Regions from separate parts of the Mus musculus genome. Here region 1 is linked to region 2. A link is a contact called in public promoter capture Hi-C data. All regions are on one chromosome and are shown on one strand. The core of a region is the stretch at or near the end of the contact, and the rest is flanking DNA. Distances in the headings are between cores, read along the strand shown.

Region 1 (3,273 bases), core at 759-3,258, 520 kb after region 2:
AGTTCACCAAGTGTCATCAATTAGGTTCCTAATTTTCATAGAGAATTTGAAATAAAAATGGAAGACCCATTCAGACCAAGGCTGGCAATAACAAGTGATATTATTTACTAATATTGCTTGAGAGAACCGGTGACATTTGCTATGAAAACCCAGCCACAGGCAAGATTACAAGATAATTAAGTTTAAACAGTAAATTTTTACCCATGATCTTCACTTTGGCCCTAAGTGATTCTCATTACATTAACATTACTTAATAAGCACTTGCAATCAGAATCATGTCCGATGAAATTACCACATACAGGAAAGATAATAACAGTTCTAATACAGCAGGTATTGGCCCTGCCTTCTAGGAGCAGTTAACGTTGAAATTCAATCCATTAGTAAGAAATAAGGGCAATGGGCTCTATAGCTTCACCTTTTATTTTTAAATCATTTTCCATATTACATATGCAGACGGCATATGTATACTTAAAGCAGTCAGCTCACAAGGCTGGGAATTCTAGCGCTGGGGTTGGCTTTTTTGAAGCTGGCATCTCTCAGGTACCACAGGCTAAATGAAGTCGTGGGGAGGGAAATGCTGAGAAGTCTTCAGGAAAAAAAATATTTTTTTTCTTTCATATAAAGTCTAAAATCTCTAATAATTATCAGAAGGGAGTGACTCAACCAGAGCTCATGATTACATTGTTCTTCTTTTAACTAGTTAAATCAAATGACCCCTCTGGCATTAAAGTTTGAAATCTGCAAGTCTAGACATTACATCAAAGTTCAGGTGTCCAACTTGGGGGAGCTGGACTCCAGCCCTGAGAACTAGCGCTGAAAAGCAGATGGAGTTGCCCGCTGCCATGTCGCTTTCCCCCCTTTTCTCTCTTGCTCCCGATCTCGGGAAACCTCAGCAGAACCCCAAGATGCGGAGGAAAGCTCTCATACCGCACTGAAGTCCAGCAGGTCGCTCAGCTCCTTGTCGGTCCCTATCGCGGCCATGCGCTGCTGCTGGGGATTCATCTTCAGCCACTTCTAGCAGGTCCTAAGGCAGAGAAGACAGGCTGAGCCGCGGACACCCGGACGCTCGACGTGAGAAGGAGAGAGAGGGAGAGAGAGAGAGAGAGAGAGAGAGAGAGAGAGAGAGAGAGAGAGAGAGAGAGAGAGAGAGAGGCAGCGCTCGGGGTGGGGGGCGCCGAGCGACACGCCAGATCCCCACGCATACCCGAAGGACAGTGACGGAAGCCGCTCCGACACGGGAGCCCACGCGTGGCTCCGTGGCTCCCGCAAGTTTCCAAGGTGGCTCGGCTTCGGGGTGCCCCCGGGGAGGAGTACGGAGCGAGCCCGCGCCCAGCGAGGGAGCGAGAAAGCGGCGGCGACCCGGAGACCAAGTGACTCACTCGCTCAGCAACAATAGAGCTGACAAGTTGCGGGGAGCGCGCCGCTCGCAGGCCCGCGTCTGCGGCCCGGACGTCCCCAGCGGGGGTCCCCGGCTTGGTTGAGAGCGCCCCACGCGCGTCCGCGCCCCGCAAACTCCCGCCCGGCCTCCACCTCCCACTTGGGCCGCCCTGCCCCGGACTCGCGGAACAATGAGGCGGGCTCGGCGGCTCCCCGGCCCCGAGCGCCGAGCCCCGAGCGCCGCGCAGGCCGAGCGCCGCTGCCCGGGCCTGGACCCCGCAGCTCGCGCCTCCGCCCCGCCGCGCGCCGCAACTTGGACGCGGCCCCGGGCTCCGCGCCGTACAAAGGGACCTGAGTTCCGCACGTCCCGCCCGCCGCCCGCGGTTACCTGCCGCCCGGGCTCCGCATCCAACCTTCCCGATTAAAGTTCACTTTGGCCGGGAGCGCGGGCTCAGGCTTTCCCCCTCCCCACGCGCCGCCGGCGGCTGCGTTGCCTCGGGCCCCCGCGAGTGCTTGAGTCGGCGCGACTCGGGCGGCTCTCGGGCTTAGCCGCCCGTGGCTCCCCGGGCGGGCTGGCTGTCCCCCCGATAGAACTTGTGGGTCTCCTCAGGCGGACATTTTTTTTTTTTTCCGCTGAGGCGGCCTCAGCACCGAGCTCCGCTCGCCTCCGGATCCCTCCGCGCCTCAAGCGCGTCGGCTTAACCCCTCGCTGCCCGGCGCGCTCCCGCCTCCCGCGCCGAGGAAGTGGGACCGCGGAGGGGGCGGGGAGGCACGGGGCGGGGCGGAGCGGCGGACGGACAAAGCCCACGGCGGGCGGCGGCCGTCTCCTCAAGCTCACTGCGCCCCGAAGTGCCGCGACGGGGACGCAGCTGGGCAGCATCTGGATCTGCCACCCGCAGCCATTCCGGAGCTCAGCCACGCCGGACGCGGGAGGCGAGGCCGGCTGTGGAGCCGCAGCTGTGGTGGGCGGACTCTGTGGGAAAAGCGCAAAGCCCCTCACGCCGCGCTCATCAGCTTGCTCACCTGAGCGTGCCGTCCCACCTGAGCCCCGCGCTGCAACACCAAGTTCTGGGAAAGGATTGCGCCTGGCCTTTGCTGTAACCAGAGAGACAGCCCCAGGAAGTTAAGTCTTGATGAGCAAGTTCCGAACTTGGCCTGAAGAAGCCCCAAAGAAAAAGGGGAAAAATTCGGCCTTGGAAGTTAAGGTTTACTTGAGGGGAAGCTAAGGTGATTGTGTTGAGGTCTGCGAGCACAGAGAAGACCAGCCAGGCCCAAGCAGAAGAAACACTCGAGACAAGCATCCAAAGAAACGAATTGAAGACAGTGGCCAACTCTTGAGTATCCTGACTGTAAGAAGGAGCCGTTGGCCTCAGAAGTTCATATAAAGAAGATAGTTAAATGTGCCATTGCTGTACTTACTGCAACCAGAGCTGTCCAACCAGAGAAGCAAATTAAGGTTTATATGTGGGACCTCCGTATAGACCATTCCAGAACTAATGGTAGCCTACTCACCCCCAAAGCCAGTCCCACTTAGGTACATACATGCTTTGGCAACTTGTGGAGTGTGTCTCCATCCTAAACAAAGTAGCATGATTTCACCTAAAAAATGATAACGATCCCGTTTCCAACTAAGACTAGCGGATGGTTAACCCACATACAAATAGGCAATTTGCTGAAGTCTTTGAGAACATTTTTGCAAATGCTATAAAAAAAAAAAATGAATGTCATCTTCCAAACTCAAGATCTAGCCAGAGTAAATCAAACAGACAAGAAGAAAGTCTTCGCAAGGAGAGATCTGATCTTTGATGATGTTTCCAATATAAATCAAACAGTTCTGAGCCAAGTCTAGCATCATTGATTAAATGAACAGGGTTTGGTTATCCGTAATTTGGTGTA
Region 2 (3,018 bases), core at 367-2,866:
ACACACACACACACACACACACACACACACAGGAGCCTTTAAAAAGATTTTGTCCACAGAAGTTCTAGAATGTTCCAATCAGTCCTACATAGTCTGAATTCGGAAGCCTGAGTTCTTCAGACCAAAGTTTCGATGCAGTCTTAGCCAAAAGACAAAGCATTCCAGTATGTCCAGACATCATTCAAGAGAAAAATCTCAAAGATGCTACTGAGTCTACTGGCTATACCTAATTCACTCACAGGATCCCAGCATCAACCTAAATCAGAGTCTCCCTGTGGGTAGGGGCTGCTGCACACAGCTCAGGGCTAACTTTGTAATGATTTTATTCTTTGTCAACCTAAATTTTGTTCTGATTAAACAAAGCCTTCCATGGGAAAGAGTCAAATGCCCATCTTGCAATAGGGTAAGCCCATGGTTGGAAACTCACTAACCAAATGGGAAGCCACTTTATTAAGTTAATGACCAAGCAACCAGAGTTCTATGAGCCTTAGGTGTCTAACATATACACACAAACATAAATACACACACACACACACCACCACCACCACCACCACCACTTGGCCCTCACCCAAAAGCAACACATGCCTTTCGTCTATAAATGGAGAAAAGATAAACACTAAAGGTCAAATCAAACTAACCGGACTTGGGAAGGGGCTTTTGGAGTGGGATTTAACCTGTTAGAATGAACGGTGGAGATACGTGATTAGTGAAGAGGTAGGTATTTAATAACGTGATACCAGAAGACTCAGAAAGCTACAAGCCAAGCTCCTAGCAGACTTCTCTGAGGCCCTGATCTTCGAAGGGGCATAGAATGTCAACCTGACAAGCCTGGCCATTCTTTCAGGAGCATCTGGGAGGTAAGAACTGATTCAGCAAAGACTGTGGCTAAACACATTTCTTTAGGGAAATCTCCCTGGAGGTGATGGTCAGGGCTTAAAAAAAGAAGTTCCTGCGTAAACTAGAGTCCTGCACAGCTAGACTCCGAGGTGGTCAGCTGCTCAGCTCTGGTCTGCAAACAGGCAACCACCTTGGCAAAGCTGGCTCCTGGATCAGAGGCTGTCTGTCACTGGTGGATGGACATATGGATGATGCTCCCAACCAAGAGATGCAGAAAAGTTCACGTTTCAAGTATATTCAGGGCAGAGACCTCAGAAACCTCTCCCCTGCCTTTTTTAAACTGATGCCACATTTAAGCTTGGCTTGACAGTGGAGACGCGAAGGAGAAGTAAGTTCTAGGTATCCCAGAAAGTCCCCTAAGCCCTCTCTTCCCGCCTCGGGAGCATCCAGAGGGAGGGTCACTGTGGAGTCCCGGACTGGCCAGGAAACTTGAGCCAAGACTGAGGTATCGACAGCCAGAAGCATCCTTCTCCCCACATCCCTACAGATGGGGCGACAGGGATGGGTGCGAGAGATCCCCAGCAGCTCCTTCTCCAGCTAGCTACTTACCCTTCTACTGGGCGTTCCAGGCGACTTGGCGCCGCCACCTGAGAACAGGGTGACAGTGGACGTGGAGCGCAGCATCTCGCAGCGGCTGTGGAGCAAGGGCTGGGTGCCCGCGCTGCTCCGGGGCAGGATAAGCGTGCGGGGCGCACCCTACGCGGGGGAGGCTCAGACACTAGAAGCTACGGCTTCCGCAGGGCTGGAGCCCAGGAGGCGGGGCCTGGGAGGGGCCTGAGAGGGGCGGGGCTAGGATTCTGCCAGACTAGTCAAGCAGCATTCTCTCCCCAAAGTTGAGCGTCTCCTCTCTGTATCTCCCTGTCCAGTCTTCCTGCACACACTGTGGGTCTGGTCTCTGTATCCCCTGTCCTTTTGGCCTCACGACCCCAGAGCTTTCCATCAAACCCCAAGGACTACTGGGACCCTTGGTCTTTGTCACTTTTTTTCACGGTAACTACTGAGTGCCTATTATTTGTGCCTCCTAGTGAACGACCGACTCCTGTCCTCACAGATTTGCACCCTAATGGTGACCCTGAGAGAAGACAGTTGTCATTTCTGTGGTAGAAAACAGGTATGTGTGCTGGGAGTGTGCAACTGTCCAAAGGTCCTCAGGAGCCAGAAAGAGGCTCCCAGAGGAAGTGACTAAGCTGAAGACCAGAATTGCAAGGCTGTCCACATTCATTCAGTGATTGCTGTGTGTCCACCTGGCAGGACTGACCACCCTTTGCGTCAATCAATCTTCACAACCACGCTTTGGGGGTAGGTGTCATTATCCTGCACCCCATTTTGCAGGTGAGGACACTGATTCATCAAGGGTTGAGTAAGGCAGGAGGAGCCCCACCAGGTGTTAAGTGGCCAAGCTAAGAGGTGACCTACCCTGTCAGCCCCTAGGGCCTTTCTGGAACACTCTGCTGCCCCCTAGCAGAGATAAGCAAGGCAAGGGCAGATCTGGGACCCTTCCTTCTTAGGCATCCTGTCACAGTGCCAGGAGCTGATGGTGGAGAGAAGCTAAGGAGAGCTGGGGCCTAGTCACTAAGAACCTGGTGTGTGAGTGCTTAGGCCTTTAACATCAGGACAAAGTGCTTCGGGGGAAAGAGAGGGAGGACACAGTATCTCCATTCACCCTTCAAAGCCGAGGCAAAACCCAGCCTTCTCACCAACCTCCTAACCTGAACCCCGACGGCACCCCTGAACCTAGAAGCTTTGTTTCCCTAACTTCTGTGCACTCTCCTCTCTCTCTCTCTCTCTCTCTCTCTCTCTGTGTGTGTGTGTGTGTGTGTGTGTGTGTGTATGTGTGTGTACCCATGCACACGAGTGATCCCAAGGTTGCACCACCAGGAAAGACGTCAAAGAATGTTACCAATCAGAATTCCTCGTGATCCCACAAAACTTGCCCCTTTGGTGACAACAGTCATGTTTTCTGCAAGTCTGCATGAAAGCCGCAGGGCCTCTTCTCTGCCAGCTCTTCCTGATGCTTTCTACCAACCTCATCACCACTGTGTGTGTGTGTTTTAAGATTTACTTTTTATTTTTAATTTTGAGTTTGCCCAGGTGAGTACAGGTATCCTCAGAGGCCAAAGG

The links. Promoter capture Hi-C pulls out the DNA fragments that hold promoters and counts their contacts.
Region 1: a promoter capture Hi-C map of stem cell-derived epiblast-like cells shows a contact between it and region 2, with 4 times the contacts expected there. The contact joins the promoter of Tcf12 here to the promoter of Myzap in region 2. A contact is called at or near these places in 4 of 39 promoter capture datasets (hippocampal neurons, liver, pre-B cells and 1 more) and 2 of 115 datasets of contacts at active chromatin or transcription factors (large pre-B cells and pancreatic cancer cells).

Annotation. Positions count from the first base shown.
Region 1 is chr9:72,109,811-72,113,083 of GRCm38.p6, forward strand. Tcf12 (transcription factor 12) reads right to left here and starts at 2,009. Exons shown (of 21, transcript NM_011544.3): 1 at 1,766-2,009; 2 at 928-1,024. The coding sequence starts at 1,002.
Region 2 is chr9:71,590,744-71,593,761 of GRCm38.p6, forward strand. It overlaps Myzap (myocardial zonula adherens protein), which reads right to left and starts at 1,617. Exons shown (of 13, transcript NM_001033208.4): 1 at 1,447-1,617. The coding sequence starts at 1,521.